Regions from separate parts of the Sus scrofa genome. Here region 1 is linked to region 2. The links are chromatin contacts, called in public Hi-C maps. All regions are on one chromosome and are shown on one strand. The core of a region is the stretch at or near the end of the contact, and the rest is flanking DNA. Distances in the headings are between cores, read along the strand shown.

Region 1 (6,792 bases), core at 2,024-4,523, 47 kb before region 2:
TGGTCAACAGGTACATGAAAGGAAACTTGCACCACTAATCATCAGGGAATGCAACTCAAAACCACAATGAGATATCATCTCACACCAGTTTGAATGGCTAACATCAAAAAGTCATTGTCAATGAGGGTTGGTGAGGATGTGGCAAAAAGGGAATCCTTATATACTATTGGTAGGAATGTAAATTGGTATAGCTACCATGCAAAACAGTATAGAGGACTGCCTTATGATCCATCTATCCTACTTCTGAGTCCAAGGAAAATCTAAAGAAGCTAAAATAACCACCCCAAAGAGCCACCTGCACTTTCATGTTCACTGCAGCACTATTCACAATAGCCAAGATACAGAAATAACTTGTGTCCACCAACAGATGAATGGATAAAAAAGACATGGTATATAGACACACAATGTATATATATTGAATACTATTCAACCAGGAGAAAAACATTTGTTAACAACATGAATGCACCCTGAAGTCTTCATGTTGAGATAAGTTAGAGAGAGAATCACAAATACTGTATGACCTATGTTATATGTGGAATCTAAAAAGGTAAGCCCACAGAAACAAGTAGAATGGTGGTTACCAGGGGCTGGGGAGTGGGGGAAATGGGGAGATACTGGTCAAAGGGTACAAACTTTCAGTTATAAGATGGATAAGTTCTGGAGATCTAATGTACAGTATGGCAATTAGAGTTAACAATACTGTATTAAATACTTGACATTTGCTTAAAGAGTAGATCTTAAATGTTCTCATCACAAAAAAAGAAGTGATAATTATGTGATGTGATGGAGGTGTTAATACTATGGTGGTATTCATTTTGCATTATGTAAGTATATCAAATCAATATGTTGTATACCTTAAACTTACACAATGTCATATGTCAATGAGATCTAAATAAAGTTGAAAAAAACCCATAAGTTAAAAAAAATAATCTCAGAGTAGAAAAGGTTTTATAGACATAAGATAAAAGCCAGAAGGCATTAAAAAAAACAAACCAAAAAGCTCTAAAACAAACAAACAAAAAAACAAGGTACAGACTAAGTAAAAAGATAAAAACAGGATTGACAGAAAGTATTTGCAGCACATATGACAGGCCAAAGGTAAACTGCTTTGACGTAAAGAAAGCCCCTATAACTCAATTTTATAGAAACCAACAACCAATCTAATAGAAAAATGAGCAAGAACATTAACAGTTTGTAGCAGTGGAAGAAAACATGACTATACAGTCAAAGACACTCAAGCACATTTCTAAAAAGAGAAATGCTTTTGTTCATCTATTGGATTAGCAACACTAACCAAAAAAAAAATCTGATAAATTGTATTTGTGAGGGTGTGAAGAAACTCAGACATGACAGGGGTGGGACATAAACTGATCAAATCTCTATGGTGGATAATACAGCAATAGTCATATTTATTTATTGGCCACACCCATGGTATGTGCAGTTCCTGGACAAGGGATCAAACCTGAGCCACAGAGGAAACCCAAGCCACAGCAGTGACAATGCCAATTCCTTAACCTGTTGTGCCACTAGGAAATTCCAGCAACACCTATACTTAAATTGTCCATATTCTTTGACTTAGTAGTTCCATTTTTATGAAGTCAAGGTTATAAATTGCAGTATTGTTTGTAAAGATAAAAAACTGGAAACAACCTAAACGTCCATCCAAGATCAGTTTCCTTGAGTGCGGTTACAGAAGATCTCCCACACACATTTCCAAGCAGAAAAAGCAAGATGCCTTGGGGGAAGAGAAATGCAGGCTGGGTGCTGCATTCAGAGAAGAGAGGCAGACTTACTTTGCAGCTTATCCCTGCAGCTGATCTGCAAACCTATTTCCCCTTCTTTCTGGGTACAGGGCCTGTTTCCTAGACTCCTTGATAAGGAGGAATAGCCACATGACTGAATTCTAACCAATGAAACAGGCTTGACCCAGAAAAACCTCCCTTGTGCCATTCTTAATATTTTTTCTCTCTTTCGGTTATTTGGACTGGTGCTGAGACCCAGGGGAACTTTGGGAATCAGGCTTTGATCTCAGAGTCACACAAAGAAAAGAGTCTGGGTCCCTGAGTTCCTGCCTAGAGGGGAACATCTGTGTGAGAAACGTGTAGGTAGGGACTTCATTGTGTTTGGCCACCAGAATGCTGTGGTGTATCTATTTCAGCAGATTATAATATTCTTACAATATCCTTTTGACATCATATTAGCTCTCCAAAACAAAGCAAAACTGGAGCAATACCTTTGCCTGGTACTCCATACTTGGGCTTTGTTCAATCTCTTTGGGCTCAGCTCCAACAGCTAGAGCCTTAAACAGCTCCCCAGACACTTGGCACCTAGATGTGCCCCTTTCCTCTGCTTCTCTGCTGTCAAAATACTTATCTCCACCCAGCTCAGAAACTGCTGCCAGGTTTCTTCAGTCTTTCTTGGACTTTTGCTGATATTTATCTGGTTGAAATGTACACATTTGACCCAGGATCCATCTGCTTTCCTATCCATTGTCCTCTCATTGCTCCCGTGTCCCCAGTGCCCAGCCCTGGGATGTCTGTGGAATAAGACAGCCTGGAAAATCCTTACTCCCACCTCTGCCCTCCTGCAGTCTATTTTCCACAGAAGGAGTAAGCAATGAGTTTATGATGCAAAGCCAGCAAGTCATTCTTCCCTTCCAAACCCCCTCACCACCGCCTTCCAGTTCTGGCCCCATCCACCTCTCTCACCTCACCTCCTAATCCTCTCCCCCTGGTTCCCTGGCCTCCAGTGTTTCCCCTTCTGCCACCCAAGTCGGGTGGTCCCACTTCAAGGCCTTGCCCTAGCGTTCCCTCCTCCTGCAATGCTCTCCCTTAGTCACAGTCCCTTTACGACTCAGGTCTCACGTGTCAATTCCTGACTATGGGATTTAAAAGTAGTACCCTTGCCCCAACTATCTCTTCACCCTATCCATTTCCTTCGCATCCCTTTTCACTGCCTGAAATTACCTCGTGTTTGGACTAGAGTTGGTCTCTCCCACTAGAGTGTAAACCCCTGTAAGTCAAGGTCAGGGGTCGCTGTGGTTCAGGCCTGTACATATTAGGGGTTCAGGCACGCAGTAGGGGTTCAGCCAACGCACGCAGAATCCTGGAGATCCATTACTTCTACACCCTCGGCGCGCCAAGCGCAGAGACAGTGGCGGGCCTGCAGGGAGATCTGGCAATCCTCATCTGCTCCCCTCCGGGTGCACGCCCCGGGGCCCCGCCCCGCGCCTGCCCATTGGCTGCCGGGCGGGGCCGGGGAGAGGTCCCTGGCTCTGCGTTCGCCTTGCCCGCCGCCACCTCAGACCCGCCGCTAGCTAGCCTCTCGGAACTTCAGCTCCAGCATCGGCATGTTGCGCCCTGCTGCGCTTGCCGCCGCCCGCCTCGTGCTCCGCCAGGGCCGCCGCCTATTATCGGCCGCCCCTACCCAGGCGGTGCCGGCCCCCAACCAGCAGCCCGAGATCTTCTACAACCAGGTGAGGCCGCCCCCCAGCCGCGCTAGAGCTTTGTTCTCTTGGGGGACGGAGCCCGTCGGGTGCGAACGGCCTGGGCCTTCTTGGGCCTCAGTTTACCCAATTGGGACTTGAGGGGTTTGCTGCAGTTGCTCTTTCAGCATACTCCCTTCCCTGCCCGCGAGCAGTTTGGCCCCGTAGCCGCCAACGACACCTCTGTTTCATTATGCAGCTGTGACTTTGGACGCTTTTCGTCTGGCAGATGTCCGTTTTTCAGGGCCGACTCTGGGTCCCGTTCACCTTCCCCCTCCACCCGGATCGTCCTCGGATTTCGGGCTTCTTAGTCGCCTCTGTATCTGAGCAGTCTAAACATCACCCACTCAGAGGACATGTCCTTTTAGACCCTCTTTGCAGGAACTGTTTTGTCTTTTCGCAGTTAATCTCTTTTAAAAATCTCTTTACTCATGCCCTCATACAAGGAAGTCCAAAAGTAAAAACAAGAAATGGAGGGGTCCTTTTCAGCTAAGACTTACTAATTTGCTAAGGCGCTTCCACTACTGGGAATTGGGAAAGGGTAGATTATTTCCCCACCTGGTCGGTCGCAATCTCCGTAAAGTATTGGTGCCTTCCAAGGGTCTTTGATTAAAGCAAGGAGGGACTTTCCAGGATAACACCGATTCCCAGTAGTCGATTTTTTGCTCAACTAGGACTTTGGAATATTTTCTGTTTTGATCTTTGAGTTTGGGTAAGGTGATGGATTTCACAGAGAAGAAAACTGGTTATGAAAGAGTTCGTTTTGTTTGTGCAACAAGTGTAGCTGCTGCTGCTCTTCTGAACTTCAACTTCTTTGAAGTTGGAAGGGGTCAGAGGGTGAGCACAGGGCCTCACACTGTGGGCACTTAGAGGAATAATGTCTCATTCTCTGTGCATTTCCTTTGCATCTGGCACTAATCAGAGCACTTGTTTTGCCATTTAATCCTTAAACAGCCCAGTGAGGTAGGTACTGTGATTATCTCCATTTTACAGATGAAGAGACTGAGTTACAAGAAGGTCTCCTGAGTTGCCCAAAGACTGCAGTCAGCATCAAAGTTGAGGTTCACATCTAGGCTTCTAAGAGTAAGCCAATAACCAGAACTTTCCGTGTGGTACCACTGATGCAACTCTGGGTGGGAATAAGGGGGTCACTGCTGATTTAGGATGCTGTAGAGCCTACCCCTGGCTGGCTGCTTTCAACAGGGGACCTGCTTGTCAGAGCTCGGCTGCAAATCTGCACACAGGAGATGGGGAAAGGCGCATCTGTGTGATTTAAGGGATGTTACAAATAGTCATTTGTGAGGGAATAAAAACAAAAGATAAAATAATATGCCTTTTGCATAACACAAGCCAAAAAGGCAGCAACTTCTGCTCCCTTGGTAGGCTGCTTAAGGAGGAGTTTATGCTTGAAAGACTTGAACATCAGGCAGAAACATCCTCAAAGGAAAAGCAGCAGCACACTAAGCCTTTGTGGTCACAGGATCTAATTAAAATCCTCCTCCTCTGTGCTCTTGTGGAAGTGAGGAAACAGAGTCCAAATGGGCACATAGGCACGGTAGATAGTTTGAGTCCTGTTCTCTAGTTTTAGTTTGGGAATCTAAGTTGGAGCAGAGTGAAATCTTCCTGCAGCTGCTTTTCTTTATCAGATTTTTTTGAGATCATAAAAGTAACCCTTGATCACTGTGTAAAAATGAAGAAAGTAAAACTTCCTGCATACTGCACTGTACTCCCTCCAAGAGCACTGTTCACTGGTAGGTCTGTGATCTTACAGGCATTTGTGTGTGTGAGCATGCATCAGACTTTTTTTTCTTTTTAACATAAATGAGATCCTTGCACTTACTGTTTGAAGTTCTGTCTCATTGAACAATGTATACAGATTATCTTCCTAAATCAGTTAAGTACATTTAAATCTTAAAGTACATTCAGATCTTATTTATTATTCCCAAGGGTTGCAAAGCAATCCACATGAGCATTATACTCTGCTGGAACTAGCCCCTTTTAAAGCTCCTTGAGATGTTTTCAGTGTTGAGTTGTTGCAAATCCTGCAATAAAACTTTTTTTTTTTTTTTTGTCTTTTTGCCATTTCTTGGGCCGCTCCTGCGGCATATGGAGGTTCCCGGGCTGTGGGTCGAATCGGAGCTGTAGCTGCCAGCCTACACCAGAGCCACAGCAACGCAGGATCCAAGCCATGTCTGCGACCTACACCACAGCTCACGGCAACGCTGGAACCTTGACCCACTGAGCAAGGGCAGGGATCGAACCCGCAACCTCATGGTTCCTAGTCGGATTCGTTAACCACTGCGCCACGACGGGAACTCCTAAAACATTTTATTTCTTTAAAAATAAGTAGCCTCTAAGCTAATATAAAAACAAAAAAGAAAGCGACAGTCCTTTGATATTCCACCCCTGCAGGTAATCACTGCTAACAGGTAGTGTATACAGAATATATACTACCTGTGCCTGATAGCTTGAACCTATGTCTTTTCACCTTTCATTCTCCCAAAGACTCTAGGAACCAGATCCCATCTTATAGATGAGGAAACTGAGGCTCAGAGAGGTCAAGTTCACATAAATAGTAAGTGTGAAACCAGGATTCAAGATTAGCTCTGTTCAGCTCTAACACAAATGCCTTTAGCCACATGCTGTGCTGCCTCATGACCAAGCCTAGCGGTCAAACAAGGATTAATATTACTGAGACAATTGAATATTTGATGTCAGATGGGAGGAGCCAAGTTTGTGTTCACATTTGCATTCCTAGCACTGAGACTTGAATATAATCACTATTCAGTAATTATTTATCAAAGGCCGATATTTATGAAACTGTGTTTACAGTCTTTGTGCTCCAGTAGTAAGGCATGGGAACCTAATAGTTCCACTCAGAACAGCCTTTTTGCAAAGAATTTGGGACATGACCAGGATTGTGAGGACACACAGGGAGTGCTGAAACTGGCAGCAAGAAAGAGACTGACAAACCACAAGCCCATAGATCCATCGACAGATTGAAACCTTTCCTGCCTGGCAAACGTCCACAGTGCAGTCAACCCTCCAATCTTAGAAGTGGTGAGAGTCCAGGACTGTGGGACCAAAGACCCTAGAGAATGAGGAGAAGAGGGGAGGGGAGGGCTGGGGTCAGGTGCCGGAATGTCTCCATCAAGTCTGGAGGAGGTGGCTGCCCTTGGCTTTAACCCCAAACTAACCTAAGGTATCTAGATGATTGCCTAGGAATGTGTGAATGTGTGTGGTATTCAGTATTTACCTTGGACTTTGCTCCTCAGGACTTTGTAATATGAAAGATTCCATCTGTTTTC
Region 2 (6,197 bases), core at 3,094-5,593:
CAGTGGTGCCACAGAAATAAGAAGAAAGAGACAAATAGAGTGGGGATTAGGGGGCTACAGCCTTCAAGAGGCAATAGCAACCCTCTGAGCCAACTCATGGTTTTTATTTACTCTTTTCTACTTCCTTGTATGTGCAGGGGATACATCGGTATTTTACTTCAAATAGACTGGAAGCAAGATATGCTAGCACAGTCATTCCTAAGCACATAAAGTAATCATAAATGTTTTAGCCCTCCCAGGCCATAATTTGTTGTTTGCTTCAAGCCATCCATGGCTTTTCTCCCACAAATCCCCCAAGGCTCCAGTCCTGAGAATGTCAGAACTACTGGTTTTCCATTAGCAACATCAATGCTTCAGCAATCTTATTTTCAAGATGCCATTCTTTGATGTTGTTCTCATTCGTTTTGCCTCAACGGTCATGAAAGAGTCACAAGACTTTGTAAAGTATAGACTGACATTCTATAGCTACTCTACGGCGCCAATCTTTTCTTTCCATTCTTTGTTATGTCGCATATTCATGCCTCCAACAATGGGAGGAAGTTAGCTCAGGGTCTTGCTACTCACATTTGAACTGGCTTTCCTCAGAACAAATAAGCAGGAGAGGGGTACCCAAGGTAGAAGCCATAGTCTTTCTGTAACCTAATCTCAGACATGACATCCCATCATTGGAAACAAGTCACTAGATCAGTCCACAAGCAGCCCACAAGAGGTGGGCATCATTGAAGGCTATCTTAGGAAGCCTACCATCTCCCAGGCAAAAAATAGAGGAAACATCTCCTTCCTTAGGGCTCTGCCTTCTCTGTTTCTTGACGCCCTCAAAAATTACTTATTAAACACCTACAGTGGGCTGGGTGTTGGGGATGTGATCAATAATACAAATAAGATTCTTTCCCTTGGTGAGATTACTTAGTCTAGTGGGGGAAGAGGACACTAAAGAATAAAGTGAACATACAAATAAAAACTGTGCTAAGTACAAGGAAGTTAATTATGAGATAATAGGCACATCTAATTTAGATTGAGACAAGGGTCAGGCAAAGTCTTTCTGATAAAATAGTACTCAGAAGGTGATTTAAGACGTGTAGAAACTGAGCTGTGTGTGTATGTGTGTGTGGGGAGGGAAGAGTAAGTTTCTAGATAGAGGGAAAGTACATGCAGATAACAACCAATATGTTTAACTGCCAGACTCAGATAATTTAAGGAATGGACCTCATCTCTGCATCTCTATTACATAGGACAGTGCCTGTCTGTGCCAAGAATTGAAAAGTTCTTACTTATTGAATCAATAAATGAATCCAAGGCATCTTCTACTTCCTTACTGTTCAAGTTATTCAGAAATTTTCTCCCAAAGTTCACTGCTGGGTCACATTCTTAGTTTGAATGAGGTAGCATAGGCAAAGCTGCTATAACAAAAAGACATAAATACATAAAAGCTCAACACGACAGAGATTTATTTTTTTTCTCATGTAACAATACTGAGTGGATGTTAAGGTCAACACAGCAGACTTCTCCTTCACTCAGGTATCTTCCATCTTAAAGCCTTGCCTTCTCCATAACCTGGTCATCATCTTCCGGCTGACAAAGTAAGTAAGAGCATCTGTTCATAGATTTTCTGGGCCAGGCCTAGATATATGCACATGTATTCTGCTCACTTTCCACTGGAGGAAAGCATAGGCATATGGCCACACCTTTTTTACGGGGGTTGAGGAATGTAGTGTAGGTAAATGGTCAACAAAGGAGACAACTACGTCTGCACCACAATATATCCAATTACTTATCCTCTAGTACATCACATAAGAACCTCAAATTAACCAGGCAGAAAAGAACTCTGGATTCTCCACTCTCACTCTCATCAAGTCTTTCATTCACTGAATGTCCCATCACCCATACAAGCTGCTTAAGCCAGAAATTATTCTGGATTAGTTTCTTATTCACATTTTCCACACTGAGTCCTTCAGTAAGTCCATTCACCTCTACCTCCGAAACATATCATAAATCCATCTATTCTAACTTTACCGCCACTTTACTGTTGGAACATCATAATCATCTAGGTTACCCCACAGCCTCTTAATAACTGTCCATGTCTCCAATTTTTTTTTGCTTATTACGGCTGTGCCCACAGCATATGGAGGTTCCCAGGCTAGGGGTTGAATTGGAGCTATAGCTGCCAGCCTATGCCACAGGTCACAGCAACACCAGATCCTTAACCCACTGAGCAAGGTCAGGGATCGAACCAACAACCTCATGGTTCCTAGTGGGATTCATTTCTGCCACACAACGGGAAATCCTTTTTTTTTCTCTTTCTTCCATGTCTCCACTTTAACTTGCCCATATTTCACTCTTCATACAGCAGTCTTATCTTTTAAAACATAAATTTGGTATCACTCTTTAGTTTAAAACTTTCCACTGGCTTAGAATAAAATCCAAAGATCTCACCATGACCTCTATGGGTGTATATGATACAGGCCCTGCCCATCTCTCCAACCTTTACCACTCTCTCCTACTCACCTTACTCCAGCTACAATGACAGATGCTCCTTGACCACATTTAGTTTACTTTCACTTTAAGACTTTTCCACATGCTGTTCCATCTGCCCAGAAATCTCCTTGGATTTCTAATGAGACAGCTCCTCCTCATTTATCTGAGGTCTCTGCTTCAAAGTTACCACCTGGGACCTTCCCTGATCACCTACTTGGAAAAAGTCCCCACATCCAGTTATTCTCTTACCTCAGCACCCTGCTGACTTTCTTCTTAGTATCCACAAACTCTGTGCTTTTCCCTCTTTACATTCTGCTTCCTTTTCTGGAAAGTAAGATCTGTAAACAGGTACCATATCTTGTTTCTACTGTTTCCCCAGGATGGAGTTGGCCTGGCACACAGTGGTGCTCAGTAAATAAGTGAATGAACGAAGATCTATCAAGAGGTGATTAGGCAAAAACTCCTGCAAGGTCCTTTGACAGGTTATTGGTGTAACATAACGAGCACAAACCTTGGTTCCAATTTTGACTTCACTAGTTCTCAGCTGTTTGCAAGAGAGTTCCACTTACTTCATCTGTTACTTCATCTGTTATCTCATCTGTTAATAGGGTATAACAATATACTCACCTCAGGAGTTTCCACTGTGGCTCAGCAGGTTACAAACCCGTCTAGTATCCATGAGGATGCCAGTTTGATCCCTGGCCTCGCTCAGTGGGTTAAGGATCCTGAACTGTCACGAACTATGGTGTAGGTCGTGTAGGTCGCAGACACTGCTCAGATCTGGCGTTGCTGTGGCTGTGGTGTAGGCCAGAGGCTACAGTTCCTATTCGACCCCTACCTAGCCTGGGAACTTCCATGTGCCACAGAAGCGGCCCTAAAAAGCAAAAAATACATACATATTTTATATATTCCACATACATACACTTACCTCGAAGAGCCAAATGCCTACTTTATAAAGAATAAGGAAACTAATGGAAAAAAAAAGAGCTTCACGCAAAATGAAAGCCCTGTATACATAACTGTTATTGCTATATATCTGTTCTTACCTCAGGATTCTTCCGGAGGTTCAGTGTCTGACCTCTATCACAAGCCGATATCCTCTGCTTCTTCCGCAGCGTGTTTCTGCTACCATAAATCTAGACCACGACGTTAGGAAAAACACAGAAGGTGAGAAATGTCCCGCTGCCACTCGAATTGGGTGGTAAGGTCCAATAGCCCCGCCTGGTCTGGGGCCTTTGACGTCATCAGCACTGCGCCGTCGCTGCGGAGGGCCCGGGGGCCTGTCCTGAGTTTGGCGCCACCTTGGGGAGGCCTTGGCAGACGCCTGCAAGTCAACTGCGTGGTTCGGGGGCGACTCGGAAACCCCAGCGGACCGCGGCGAGGGGCGCGTGGAGCTGTGGGGGCACGAAGTCTGGCCGCAGGAAGGGCGGCCCGGAGTTCAAGTAGTGCACAGCGCCGGCAGGCGGGCGGCCGGCAGGGCTGCCCGGCGCGGGTGTCCCGGCGATGTGTGGCGCTGAAGCAGCAGCGGGAGCAGCGGCGGCGGCGGCGGCGGCGGCGGGGTCGGCCTCGGCTTCTCGGCGGTGCCGGCGGCGGAGGCGGAGGCGCAGGTTCCTCTTCAGGACCTGGCGAGCCCGGGCCTAAGCGGAGGCCCTTCGAGGCCCCAGCACAGCGCCCCGGATCGGGGCCCTCTCCGCCTCGCCCTGCCCCGGGAGCCTGCCTCCCCGGCCGGGGATGAGGCCGGGAGGCGGCCGCGTGGGGCCCAGCACAAAGGCTTCTTCCCGGGGGCCGCTGCCGCCGCCGCCGCCAGCCTAGAACCGCCCGCCGAGGCCGAGCCGGCGCCGGGGCCTTCATTCCTGCCGGTTCCTGGGGGCGGCTGCTGCCAGTCTTCCCGAGGCTCGGGGTCCGGAGCGCTGAGCTCCTTGTTCCCTCGGCTGCGGTGGGATCAGGCAGCTGCGCAGCCTCCGCTGCTCCCGGCCGTGCGGGCCTCGCGGAGCATGTCGGAGGAGAGCGACATGGAGAAAGCCATCAAGGTAAGGGGGAGATGCCCCCTTCCTCCCCCCTCTTTGCTCCTGTGGCATTCCTCTTGCCTCCAGCAGTAGAAAGAAGAGATAACTTGGAGAGATTGCAGCATCTCCCAGATTTAGATCTTCCCCGGATTTTTTGGACTGCATTTTACAGCACTGGGGCGAAGGGTTGCGCGCGCGTGTGTGTGTGTAGAGAGAGAGATTTCCGACTCCCTGCGGCGATTTATTTGCTTAAAACCGGCATGTGGCTAGTGCTTAGCTAGGATGGAAGTGAGTGGCGTGGAGATGCTTGACGTTTGTAGGATGGAGGGGGCCGTACTACTACTCTACTTTAGACTGCTGCCCAAGTGTCGTCAGAATTTGCGTCCAGATAATATGCAGCAACACTTGGAGAGTTGGACTTTACCCATCGCTGCAGATTTGTTTGAAATTTGCATTTTCAGAAGGAAAACCTGTTCTTTGGCGAAGAGGTTGTTCTCACTTTTCCGTGTGGCCTCTCCCCTTTTCAGTGGCTACAAAAGTCTTGAGGTAGGTGCAAGTCTTATGTGATCCAGGAACAACAAGGTGTCTTGGATGCAGTGGGTCAGTGTAGATTGTTAGAGACAAGTAATGGGAAGCCAAAGCACATAGGGCCTTGTAGGCCATTGTAAGAAGTTTAGCTTTGACTTTGAGTAAAAGAGGAAATCTGGGAGAGTTTTGAGCAGAAGACAGATATAGTTTTAGTGGGCAAGTATGTAAAGGGGGAGGCAGTTTTACTTAGTGGTTGTAAAAGTTTCTCCAGGTTGACTCATGAGTTGAAATCTTAGCCTGGCCGTTCATTTAACTGTGTCCTGGAATAAGTCACTTTACTTCTCTGTCCCTTGTTTCCTCATCCAAAGAAAGAGGATTAAAAAAAGCCCCAAAAACAGAAACTATTTCCTATCTACAGGGAGCTATATTTTGCCACTTGTGATGGAACATGATGAAGGATAATGTGAAAAAAAGAATGTGTGTGTGTATGACTGGGTCACTTTGCTATATAGCAGAAATTGACAGAACATTGTAAATCAACTATAATAAGAAATTAGGAAACAAGAAATGAAAAGATACCAAACATTTAAAAATGTTAAAAAAAAACAACTTTCTCCAGCTCAGAGCTTTTTTGTTTTTTTTGGGTTTTTTTGAGAATTTAATAAGCACACATATCTGAAAGTGCTTTCAATACCTAACATTTAGTAAGAACTCAGTGAATATTAGCCCATAGTAACTTAAGAATGGTTTAGAAAGAGTTGCAGTTTTCTTCAGTCATTATTATCCAAGCTAATTTTCTTAAAAACATTTTTTTTCTTCTCTTCATGTACTAATTAACAAGCCATTGGTGAATCTTCCTACTAATTTGGGTATGTACAACCAATACAAATTAGTGGAGTTTAAAATATTTGCTCTAACAAACAGTACTGACTAGGATATACTTCCATGGAAGTAAGCCAGCATCACATCAAATAAAAGTCTTGGTTTGTGGCAATGTGTTGTATTCATTGTTGTGCTTTTTTCAGCCGTCCCTCATTTGTTGAGAACTGAGACCTGTAGAGTTCAGCTGGAAAAGCTATTTTTCTAGGCTCCCACCACAACACTTAAATTTCTGCCATCTGACTACCAGAGAGTGGTCTGATTGGACTTTAAGATCGCATCCTTTTACTCTTAAAGGTATTTGGATTA

The links. Hi-C and Micro-C count contacts between places; a contact is called where the count stands out from the background.
Region 1: a Hi-C map of liver shows a contact between it and region 2, with 1.9 times the contacts expected there. The contact joins the promoter of ALDH2 here to the promoter of LOC102160475 in region 2. A contact is called at or near these places in 2 of 5 promoter capture datasets (fetal liver and liver), 13 of 47 Hi-C or Micro-C datasets (alveolar macrophages, blood, embryonic fibroblasts and 7 more) and 1 of 2 datasets of contacts at active chromatin or transcription factors (alveolar macrophages).

Annotation. Positions count from the first base shown.
Region 1 is chr14:39,929,594-39,936,385 of Sscrofa11.1, reverse strand. It overlaps ALDH2 (aldehyde dehydrogenase 2 family (mitochondrial)), which reads left to right and starts at 3,273. Exons shown (of 13, transcript NM_001044611.2): 1 at 3,273-3,475. The coding sequence starts at 3,350.
Region 2 is chr14:39,884,052-39,890,248 of Sscrofa11.1, reverse strand. LOC102160475 (laforin-like) reads right to left here and starts at 4,343. Exons shown (of 3, transcript XM_021074221.1): 1 at 3,522-4,343; 2 at 1,272-1,397. The coding sequence starts at 4,326. The coding sequence ends at 3,625. It overlaps MAPKAPK5 (mitogen-activated protein kinase-activated protein kinase 5), which reads left to right and starts at 4,351. Exons shown (of 14, transcript NM_001143694.1): 1 at 4,351-4,505. The coding sequence starts at 4,470.